Linked DNA regions of Acanthopagrus latus: region 1 is linked to region 2. A link is a contact called in public Hi-C data. All regions are on one chromosome and are shown on one strand. Each heading gives the region's core, a stretch centred on a gene start, on an enhancer-like site or on the middle of the called end of the contact. The rest is flanking DNA. Distances are from core to core; before and after follow the strand shown. Region 1 holds the start of ltc4s (leukotriene C4 synthase). Region 2 holds the start of LOC119007391 (diacylglycerol kinase theta).

What was found. A called contact is a pair of places that touch in the nucleus more often than the background predicts.
Region 1: a Hi-C map of muscle shows a contact between it and region 2, with 6 times the contacts expected there. The contact joins the promoter of ltc4s here to the promoter of LOC119007391 in region 2. A contact is called at or near these places in 2 of 4 Hi-C or Micro-C datasets (liver and muscle).

Annotation. Positions count from the first base shown.
Region 1 is chr18:1,952,314-1,958,232 of fAcaLat1.1, forward strand. It overlaps ltc4s (leukotriene C4 synthase), which reads left to right and starts at 1,811. Exons shown (of 5, transcript XM_037077998.1): 1 at 1,811-2,832; 2 at 3,334-3,433; 3 at 4,806-4,876; 4 at 4,958-5,039; 5 at 5,775-5,919. The coding sequence starts at 2,769. The coding sequence ends at 5,916. LOC119007989 (a long non-coding RNA gene) reads right to left here. Exons shown (of 4, transcript XR_005071298.1): 2 at 5,866-5,919; 3 at 4,791-5,177; 4 at 3,680-4,246.
Region 2 is chr18:1,765,868-1,771,645 of fAcaLat1.1, forward strand. LOC119007391 (diacylglycerol kinase theta) reads right to left here and starts at 1,574. Exons shown (of 24, transcript XR_005071119.1): 1 at 1-1,574. It overlaps mgat4b (alpha-1,3-mannosyl-glycoprotein 4-beta-N-acetylglucosaminyltransferase B), which reads left to right and starts at 5,228. Exons shown (of 15, transcript XM_037077379.1): 1 at 5,228-5,509. The coding sequence starts at 5,413.

The DNA of each region.
Region 1 (5,919 bases), core at 561-3,060, 190 kb after region 2:
CATAGATGTTGAAGCTGACGGTGAGGGTCCTGAATTGGACATTTGCAGACATGTTGACAGGTTTAAAGTGTCAAAAAGTTTGGGTTTTGTTTCACAGACTCTCTGTTATTAGCAGATGCAGTGAGGGGGCAGAGTTGAAATCTCTAAATCTTTGACTGCAGTTTAATTCAAAGTTCTCCATCTCATGAAGATAAAACATGTTTGTAATGCAGTGTTTCAGCGCCTTAAATATTTCCCAAATTCAAAAAATCCTCGTGTTTCCTCATACGACAGCAGATGATACAGATTTAATGGAACAGTTCACCCAAACATTAACCTCAGTGCTCCTCTTCTCCTCCTGATGATATAAAGTCCTCCTCTCTTCCTCCTGATGATATAAAGTCCTCCTCTCCTCCTCCTGATGATATAAAGTCCTCCTCTCCTCCTCCTGATGATATAATGTTCTCCTCTCCTCCTCCTGATGATATAAAGTCCTCCTCTCTTCCTCCTGATGATATAAAGTCCTCCTCTCTTCCTCCTGATGATATAAAGTCCTCCTCTCTTCCTCCTGATGATATAAAGTCCTCCTCTCCTCCTCCTGATGATATAAAGTCCTCCTCTCCTCCTCCTGATGATATAAAGTCAGGTGAAGTGTCGTAGTCCACAGAACATTTCTGGAGCTTCACAGTACAACAGAATTGCAGCATTCTGCTAAACAACTGAAGTAGCTGAAGACTTGATTTAAAACAGAGAAACAACCAAAGAAACATCAGATGTCTCCATACAGCTCATCTGCTGTGATCACAGTCTGCAGGAGAGAACACATCACAACCTGATCTGAGACCAGATTTACACCTTTATTAAGATGAAGGCTTCACTAGAGCTGCTGAGCTAACAGAGTTAGCATGCACTTTGTCTGAAGTGGGTGAACTGTTCCTTTAAATGCCATCGTGTCCTATCAGACGATGATTTTTAAACACTGAAGTTTAAAGTTCTCAACATGTTCATCTTTAAAGTCCTCGTCTGCTCTGTTTACCTGTAACTCACCTGTGTGACTGATGACAGTCTGCAGTATAAAAAGCGGATCTGTGACCCGATGGTCCTCTTTAAAGGTGGACCTGTGACCCGGTAGTCCTGTTCTAAGGCAGATCTGTGGCCCGGTCGTTCTATCTACTGTACTGTTTGTTGTGTATTTTATTTGTTATGTAACTTCGGGGCTGGTTCTGGTTCTCTCCTGACGGATCTTCAGTCTGCGGCTTGGCCTCTTGGGGTCTTCTGGGTTAAACTGTTGTAAATGTCTATAAATATATTTTTTGTATGTATGCCTTTCCTATGGATCTGGAGAAGATAGATGTTATTTTTATATATTGCAGCGGATTTTTTGTAAGTATTTTATACTTTTGATATGGTTCTCTGTAAAACAAGAGTATTATGTAAATATAGTTCTTTAGAAACAAATTTGTTGTCGGTGTGTGTCTGTTGTGTGTGTTTTCCTCTGACATGATGATGAGATTAAACTGATGGGAAAAGAGCAGAGAAAATGTTTTATGCAGCAAATTCAGTAAATGTATTGAGTGTTTCTTGTTCAGGCCAAAACTTAATATCTAAATTAAACACGAGAGGGGAATTGTTCGATAACGCTTCTCATTAAAGTCCTTGTAGCAAATGGTAATAAAATCACTAAACTGTTTATTAGACTTACACTTTGTACATTAACTGTAACACATTAATTTACACTTAAAAGCTTTGATATAAGATTAATGACTTTAATTCTTAAAGTTCATAACGACATTGAAACTAAATTGAGTTTAACTTATTGTTATTGTTAAACCTCTACTAAGCTTTTTATTGTTGCTTTATTAAGTATAATGTATTAAATATAAATACGTAATGTATTGTGTATTTATTAGCTGTAGATGATGCACCAATTAAATGTAACTGCTGTTTTACAATGGATAATTAAGGGGTTTTATATAGACTTTACGCGCTCAATTCAAGGCCCTTTAATATAAAGTGAATTTTATGAAATCATTGCTTCTTTCTTGTGAATTGTAGATACTTTAACATCTTAACGAGGCACGGTTTTACTACTCGTTAACATATGTATCATTTCCAAAGACCTATCTGTAGATTTTGAGTCTAATTATGTGGAATCAGAACTATCCTTAAAAGAATTCTAGGACTTGAAGAATAAATTAATCAATAACATTCATGAACTGTAAAAGACTCAAAGGAATTAATTTACTTCAAACATCAACTTTTTAAGAATTGTTCATTGAATTTAAATCTTCCATCTAATTATTTTACATAAGTTCGCCGTAAAGATTAAGTAAAGCAACGTTTTTCTATCATGTTGTGAATAAATTAAATAATCAATTTATGTGCCATTTATTATAGGAGAAAGAATAACCAGACTGAATTGCATCACTTTCATGTATAATACTTGAATCAGATATTAATGTTAGATAAAAATGTGACAACTGAATTAAAAAAGTTAATGTATAAGTCTGCATCAAATTAATTTAATTTAAATGTGGAGCTTTACGTTGCGTAAGATTTACATGTAGTGAAAGTCGCCGTGTTAGCTCATCTATGTTGTGAGTACTGAAAGTACGATCCTGGAACGTCCAGCTGTAGGAGACGACTGGTTACTCATTAACCTGGTTACCTGTGAGTGTGTTTTGGCCCCGCCCCATGCAGGCGTGCTCTCTCCCTCTTTGTGTGTATGTGTTACCTGTCAGTATTTCCTGACAGTGTGTCAGTGCTCAGGTGCGTTTTAGTCTCACCTGATGACGATGATGGAGGAGACGGTCGTCCTCGCCGCTGTGACCGTGCTTGGCGTCCTGGAGCAAGGTAAGAAAGGGGCATGCTGGGAAATATGAGAGGAGTCTGAGCGAATTAGATGAAAAATGACTCAAGTCTGGTTGGATCCTCTGTAGAGTTTATATAGATGACCTGAAAATAATTGTGAGACCAGATGAATTCGTCTTTAGATGTTTTAAATGTATTTTAATGTTTTCACTCATTGGTTTGTACTTTTAGTTATTTTACTGTTTAATCTTGTTAACTTCACATAATAATAAGCCTGTCTGCCTCCACGCTCATGTTGTGTTATTTACACTGAGTTCTTTTTATGAATCATCTTTGCATTTGCTTCTAACACAGTGTGAACTTTGATTGGTGTTACACTTCTATTCATATTTAGAAAGTAACCATGCTGACATGGTTACGTGTGAGTGTGAGAGGTATCGCAGGTCCTTCCTGCTGCTCTCAGACTCTACAGCCGGCTCTGCTCCTGTGTGTGCAACCATACACAGCTCATTTCTGATTGTGTGTGTGTGTGTGTGTGCGCAGCCTATTTCTCTCTGCAGGTGATCTACGCCCGGAGGAAGTACTCGGTGTCTCCACCTGCCACATCTGGATCACCGGAGTTTGAGAGAGTCTTCAGAGCTCAGTCAGTTTAATCAGAGTGATTTTTTCTCTTCAAGTGCTCAAAAGAATAACAAGTCTAAACTAGAGCTGCAAATAATGACATTTTTTCAGTATTTATTTCAAGTTCTGTCCAAGACTCTATTATGATATAAAAAAGCTTTAAAAAGAACTAAAGAACCAACTCCCATTTTAAAGTTCCTGCAGTCTCGTTTGATAGATTCTATTTAAAAACAACAACAAAATGATTAAAATAACATGAAAATGAATAATTTGTTCATGAGGTTTATTTAGTGCCTCACTTGATGTCAACGGCTGGAATTTTGTGGAAGCCTGTGAGAGACTTTATTAAGATGATACAAAGATAAACTTGAAAATTAAAATCTAATTCAGCAAAAGCATTATGATTGTCCACGTGTATTTGAGAAAAAAGATAAAATGCAATAACCCAATAAGCATTTTCATTTTCACACTTGAATCAGCGTTCTGTGGCGATATTAAAATGAAAATGGAAAAGATGTTTCATTTTCAGAGTGAACATGCTGTGTGTGGTGGACAGTATTCAAATGACATAAACAAAGCAGCGTCCTCATTACTGCATCTGCTTTTCCATAATAAGACATCATTTGAATGCAGTGTAAACAATGAGGCTAATTTTCCTTTGAGAAGACATTGTTTGAGTTGCAGTAAAAATGAAAATGCAGAGTGAAATAAGAGTGAAAATAGCTTTGCGCATTTCATTTTCAGAGACTCGACCAGCTCACAGTGGACGATGTTCAAATGAAATAAGCAACACAGCTCTCTGCCGGTCTTTACATTTATGTGTCAGCGCACTTTTCTAAAGAAATAAAAAATAAAAAGACAATTGTTGTAATAATATGAAAATGAAAGTGAAAGCAGCACTTGGCATCATTTTCATAGACTCAAGCTGCTCTAAACAGTTCAATCACTCGTCTCAAAAACATGCATTTTCAAATTGTCATTTTTTTTCAGCACTTAAAAGACTTAAAAAGACAGAAATCAAATCTGAGACACAATAAGAAAGCATGCTGGGAAAATGAGAGGGGACTGTCTCACTGCGAAGTGGTTAAATTGGAAAAAAGATGACTGAAGTCTGGTTGGATACTAAACTTCCTCACTGTGAAATTTAATAAAAAATGATTCAGTCAAATGTTTTCTGAACAATTTAAGTGCAATAACATATCTTTTATTTTAACTTTAATACTTAAAGTACATTTTTGCTGCTAAACTTGCTGTGCTTTTATTTTGTTATTTCTCCTGCACAACAAGTATTCTTACATCACAGTCTTGGTACCTTACTGAAGTTAATAATCTAAATACTTCCTCCATCACTTGAGATATGATCAATAATTGTTTAAAACCTTCATCATGTTCAGAGCCAACTGTTCTGAGTATTTCCCGATCTTCATCACCGTCCTGTGGACATCTGGAGTCTTCTTCAGTCAAGGTGATCAGACACAAACAGCTGATTGAGTCTCAGTCACAGTCCTGAGTTTGTATCATTCAGCTCATGTTTGATTTGTTTCAGGTCTGTCTGCAGTCTGTGGGCTGCTCTATTTATACGGACGCTTCCAATACTTTCGTGGATATTCACAGTCGGCACAGGGACGGTAGGAAGCAACAGCACCTGTCCATATGTCTGTTTGGTTTAAATATCTTTAAACAAATTAACAGATCAGAAGGGCCAAGCTTTGGTTGCAGAACTCACCCAGAATTCAGAACTTCTCCCACTTCATGTCAGGGATTTTCTAGGAAGAATTAATGTGAAAGATTCTTTTGAATTCACAGGACCAATTAAAACCAGGCTCAATAGGTATCACACAAAGACAGAAAACCTTGAAGTCAGCCAGTACAAAACGAAACGATGAAATAAAACCACTGAATGTGATATTACAGCCAGTGACGAGTACCTACAGTTAAGATTAATGTTATTCTGAACCCCGAGTTTCCTGAACCCGATGAAAAACTGGCTACATAGGTATCACACAAAAACAGAAAAACATGGAAGTCAACAATTACAGCCAGTAAAAGTTGGACAAATAAGTGATGGTTAATGACATTCTCAGCCCTGAGTCATATCTGCAGGCATATCTTTTAGTCCAAACAACAAGTGTGATAGAAAATGATTGAAATGTTGATGTAAGATTCAGAACTTTTCCCACTTCCTGTCAGGGATTTTAGCAGAGAAATTCACTTAAAAACTCTTATTAAATTCATGGAAACAAATCAGGAAATCAAAACCTGCAAATTTCCTGAACCTGATGAAATCTGTTTCAGAGTTCTTTCTCTATAGTGAAATAATGGAGCCTGTCAGCTGTGATTAATTGCTTGTTTTCTGTCTGCAGTCTGGCTCCGCTCTACTTCAGTGCTCAGGTTCTGTGGGTTCTAATCGGGCTCTCGTCTCTTGGCATATTCCTGACGCTATGCAGAGTTTACCTGAACGTGGACCTGCTGCAGGAGCTCTGCTCTGCCCTCAGTCTGGTCTGAAGG
Region 2 (5,778 bases), core at 324-2,823:
TGTCCGCGGCAGCCTGATGTCAGACGGATCAATGACGATAATTTCAGTCAAATGCTTCAGTAACGATGGGCTCGTCTGTCCGCATCGAGCAGCTCCACAGCCGGTAGAAACACTCCGCAGACCGGCGGCGGGGGGACGTTGATCTCCGCGGGGCTGCTGGAGCTCAACGTTATTCAACAAGTGTGAAGTGAGCCGGAGAGGAAGCTTTCATTTTGGGTTTCTTCTTCCTCCTCCGAGGCTAATTCTTCTTCCGCGTCAGAGTCTCCAACACTGATTTACTCCTCCTCCTCCCCCCTCCTCGTCTCTTTCCTTCCTTCCTTCATTCCTTCCCTCCTCTCTCCTCCCTCCTCATCACTGTGCTGAATCTCAGTAAATGAATGTTTCATGTTCTTCTGCCCCATCAACTTCCTCCTTTCCCCCCCTTCCTTCTTCTTTGTCTTTACTCACCTCCTTCCTCGGTGTTTGTTGTTTGGATGAACTGTATTTAGATCCTGAGATGTGTTCAAACATCCGCCCTGAGCCTGGTCCTGTTTTTAAATTACTACATTGTTTCTTTATATTTTGTGTTTTCTTAAATAATAATTTATCACCTTACTCATGTCTGGAGTGTATTTATGAATAAAGCAGCTCTGTGGAGTTTATAGCAGAAATTCAAGTTTTGATATTTACAATGATAATGAGCTAATAAGTGAATAAACCCCCTGCTCTCACAGGAAAATAAGGTCGAAGCTAGAAAGGTGGCAGGGTCCACCACATATAAACACAGTAAAGCTAATTTAAGGTCAGTGTGTTGATTCAGTCTATTCAGTCATGGACATGAAGAGAGTTTGATTCTGTCTGAGGATCTTTCTCTTCTCATGAACATTTCTTCAACAAAACTACATAACGCTCCTTCAATTTATTGTGATTTGATTGAAAAAACAACAAAAACAGAACTTTGTTTTCTTTCGAAACAATTTGTCATATTACACATGTTTAGAATGAAGAGTAATTTAATAAGTTAAATGTTTCTTTGCTTGTATTTTGTTCACACGTGGAAGAAAACACAAACTGTGACAACACAACATCAATAAGCAGCATCGTGACATCAACATTTGTGTTTTTAGAAAAAAAACTGAGCTTGTCTTTTTTTAAATGTATGTTTTGGACGTGTTAAGACAATTTCAGCTTCTTATTGTCTCCGTTGTCATCGTTCTTTTGTAAAATATATAATTTACTTTTACAATCTACAATCGTATAAGCTTCAAACACAGAAAACATACAACGTAGAAAATAGATTTATAACTATACAAAATTCAACAATATGCGAAGTACATGTACAGTTTTACTTTAAGTGACGAGGAACTTGAATTTTTGTCGATTCTGGCGCCTCCTGTGGACAAAGATGACGATCGTTTGGTCCGGTGTCAGCAGACGACAGCAGCTCTAGTGAAGCCTTCATGTTAATAAAGGTGTGAATCTGGTCTCAGATCAGGTTGTGATGTGTTCTCTCCTGCAGACTGTGATCACAGCAGATGAGGAGGAAAGGAGGAGGAAAGGAGGACTTTATATCATCAGGAGGAGGAGAGGAGAACTTTATATCATCAGGAGGAGGAGAGGAGGACTTTATATCATCAGGAGGAGGAGAGGAGGACTTTATATCATCAGGAGGAGGAGAGGAGGACTTTATATCATCAGGAGGAGGAGAGGAGGACTTTCTATCATCAGGAGGAGGAGAGGAGGACTTTATATCATCAGGAGGAGGAATGAAACAATCCCCTCAAACAGATATCAATAACAAACAAAAATAATATATTCCATTTGTCCATTTCTGTCATTCATCACTGTACATTAATTTCAAAGAAACAATCATCAGAGATGAACCTGTCAAAATTATTTCTAGCAACTGCATCCCCTACTACACGTCCAGTCAGCCCCTCATTCTGACAGAACACCAGAGGTTGGTCTGGTTCTTCAGCAGGCTCAGGTGCATCATACACATCATCACAGTGAGGGACATTGTGCCTGGTAGCGATGTTGTGCAGGACAATACATGCAAGTATTATGTTGCATGCTCCCTGTGGTTCTACACGCAAGTAGTTAAGGTATGCAAAGTGTCTCTTCAGAACTCAATTTAAACACTCAAATGCACATCTTCTTTTGCAGTGAGCAGTGTTGAAGTGTGCCTGTACAGGTGTGGTTGCTGCAAGACAAGGAGTCCTCAGCCATGGTAGGAGTGGATAGGCACTATCTCCTAATATTATACCATTCGGTCCGATGGTTTAGAGCACTGGTAATCCAGATTTGGTAATCTTGAAAACTGTGTATCTGGATCAGGGTGATCCAATCCAATGTTGCTTTGAAAAACCATCATAAAAGTAAGACGGATTACCTGAGCCTGAAGAGCAAAAAATGGGATTTCCAAATCTGGATCATTTTGATCCAGATTAAAAGTTTTGAACAACTGTCCCCAGGAGGAGAGGACTGAGGTTAATGTTTGAGTGAACTGTCCCTTTAAACTCCTCGGACGTGAGAACTTGGCAACAAAGCTGTTCGTGGTGCTGACTGTGTTTGTGGCCTCAGTTGTACCGGCAGCTTGGTACCACTAGATGTCAGTGTAAGACAGTAAAACTGATTAAGGCCACAGTCACAGTCTGCAGCCTGGACTGGAAACGGCTGCTGTGCCTCTGAGCAAGGCATCATGAAGCTTCACTGTAGAACGGAGCTAAAGGAGAAGCAGTTTTAAACGTTTTTCACGATGTAACAGAATACTTTTAGAAAGCAATTTTCATGATTTTTTATTTTACATTAATTAAAGATAAGAATCTTAATATTCTTACTTAGTTCCTTCAATTCATTCAGTGATATACTCCATTGTATTAAGATACAATGAGCAAATCAAACTGTCAGATCAATTAATGTTCTCCATCTTCTCTCTTTACATGTTGCAAAATGTGTTTTATAAATATGAATGAATTTCTTTAGTCACAGCCGGCACACATCAGTCCAGTTGTGAACACTTCATTCAAACTGTGACGGGTTTTAAAACAAACATTTTGTCTCTTACAGAGCTTGCTGGTGTGTGAAGTTAAATGCCACAACCTGGAGAGCAGCTCAGTTTTTTCGTTTGAATATTGTCCACTGTGGAGCAGGCCAGGTCGACTGAAATTAATTATCAAACAGCTTTTCTATTCTCACTCTGATGGAGCATCACACAGGTCTGTGAAAAAAGAAAATGCAAATTCTAATTATTATTGTAAAATAACAGGTGTTGAAATTTTGGATCCTTTTTTATTTTCAAGTTCACATCAATCCTTTGAATAAACTAATCTCTCTAGGCTTCCATACAGATGGTGATTTTTGAAACTCCTGGCCTCTGCAGAGAAACACCTGCCTGCCAATCAGATGCTCTCTCTACTCAGTTATTGTTCTCTATCTTGACTGAACTTAGCAGCTAATTTACTGTTGTGTCATCCTGACCACCAGGCGGTGCTGCAGACTGTCACTTAACACAGCTGGATTCTCTGCTCAACTGCCAAAAATGAATTAAATTCTGACCTTTAAAGCCGTCAGCTGATCCAAACACAGTCATGACTGAAGTCGCACGAAACACAGACTGTAGAGCAGAGAGCCAGACAGGCAGCTGCAGCTACAGACAGCATTTAGGAGGTGAGTGTGGAAAGTCTTTAGCCTCTAATGTTTTTTATTAGTTTACAGTCATTGACACAACACTATAAAGAGCCACAGGAGAGGAAAACAGGTGAAAGGATGGAAATAAAGTCAATAAATGAAATCTAAAAACACCTGATGGCCTCCTGAGTGAACGCCTCTTTACCAAAACTACGAGATCGACTGAAAATCTGAAAATTCTCACATCACACAAATAACCCCGACAAACACAGTGGGATGCTGAGCTGAGATGCTGAGCTGGTTTCTATCTTCTCCCTTGATTTTATTCCCTGAGCATCATCAGACTGACTCTAGTGTCTGATGTGTTTTAAATGCATTTATTTAAATTGAACCAGAACCTCTGCTGCTAACGACCCTTATTAGTCACAATTCATCCACACACCTCCAAACAGTTAAACATCAGTATCTGGCTATCGTTAGCATGTCTGGCTAACTAGCATACCATCAACAATAATAACCTAGCATTGCATCCATGGGCAATAGATAGCATACCATAATTAATAATCATGATAACTATCTGGGAATGATCCAGAGTGATTTTGATGATGCTACACTTCAGTTTAAGCTAACGTTAGCAGCGCTGTCCTGAACATTTACTAACACTTGAACATGACAGTGTAAAAAAACCAACATCAAAAAGACTTGAACAAATGTTACAAGGAATTAGAAGCAGCATTTAGCTGCTGTTAGCATATCCAGAGGTTGGACATGTTAAAGATGAGTAAAATACCAATTAATCGATCGCTGCTCTTTGTGTAGCAACAGTTAGCTCGCTGAATCACTGACTGCTAAAGAGTGGGAACAGAGACATGATGGGAGATTGGGAAGGAGCTCGCTGCTTATGTCACAACGTGCAGTGTCACATAATGCACTCATTACAACATGGATGTAGTGTCATGTTCCAGCCTGTGGGGGAGGTAAGTGTAAGCTGTGTGTGATGGTTTCAGAGGTGGAGGGTGAGGTCGTTTATGTTCTAGAGTTTTATCTTTGACGATTTTATATGATATTGACCCTAAACATAGTCACATTTGTTCAACCTTTACATTTCCTACAGTGTGTCACCTACTTGTTAGCTTGCTGCTAGCTGAATGTTAGCCTCGTGTCCTCAGAGCTGCTGCCCACACTGACACCATGCTATCGCTTAAACCAAAATCTTGTGGTGTTTCTGTCCAGGAGCTCCTGAGTTCATCTGAAGGCAGCAAGATCCCAGAAATCAAGACTGGATTGATTAACAAACAGCCAGAGCTGACTGGTGGAGCAGAACTCCTCATAATAACATAATAACTTCAGATCATAAACATACAATTAAAACACATTACTCAATAATCTAATTTTATATCTGATAACAGATTGTATCTTTATTTGATGTCATGAATTGTTTATTTCAATATTCTATAATCTGATTTAAATAATTAATAAAATGATTCAATCATCTGTTTATTTCCCTTCGCTGTCTCTCTCTCCTCGCCTCTCTCAGTGTCTCTCTACCTGTCTCTGTCTCCGCCCCCCTCCTCTGCGCCTCCCTCCCCCCTCTCTCCCCTCAGTCTCGCTGCTGCCTCTCAGACGGACGCAGCTCCGCCCGTATCTCCGTGTCTCTCTCAGTCTGTCTGTGTCTACCTGTCTCTCTTTCTCTGTCTGTCTGTCCGTCCGTCTGTCTACCTGAGTCCCCCTCCCTCAATCCATCCCTCCCTCCGTCCCTGTCCTCCCCCCTCTCGGTGCGGACATGCTCCCGGGGCTCCGGAGATGAGGCTCCGAAATGTCTCCTTCCTGACGGTCTTGTTGTTCGGGCTGTGCGGGCTGGTCTCCCTGTCCTGGTACACCGCCTTCAGCAGCTCCAGAGGTAAGACCCAGTCCCGGAGCGTCCCGCTATGTGTGTATGTGTGTGTTACAGTGTGTGTGTGTCACGCTGGGGGGGTGTCTCAGAGGTCGGTGTGGTCTGCTCGCTGCTCCGCTTTGTGCTGTGGATGTTGCAGAAAAAGCAGATGATGGTGAGACTGAGAGGCTGCGGGCTGCACAGGGGCTGGAGGTAAAGGGAGCGCTCGTTTTGAGTGCATCACTGCCCAGCCGAGGGGAGAGAGGGTCCGCATGAAGAGAGGGGGTCTGAGTCTG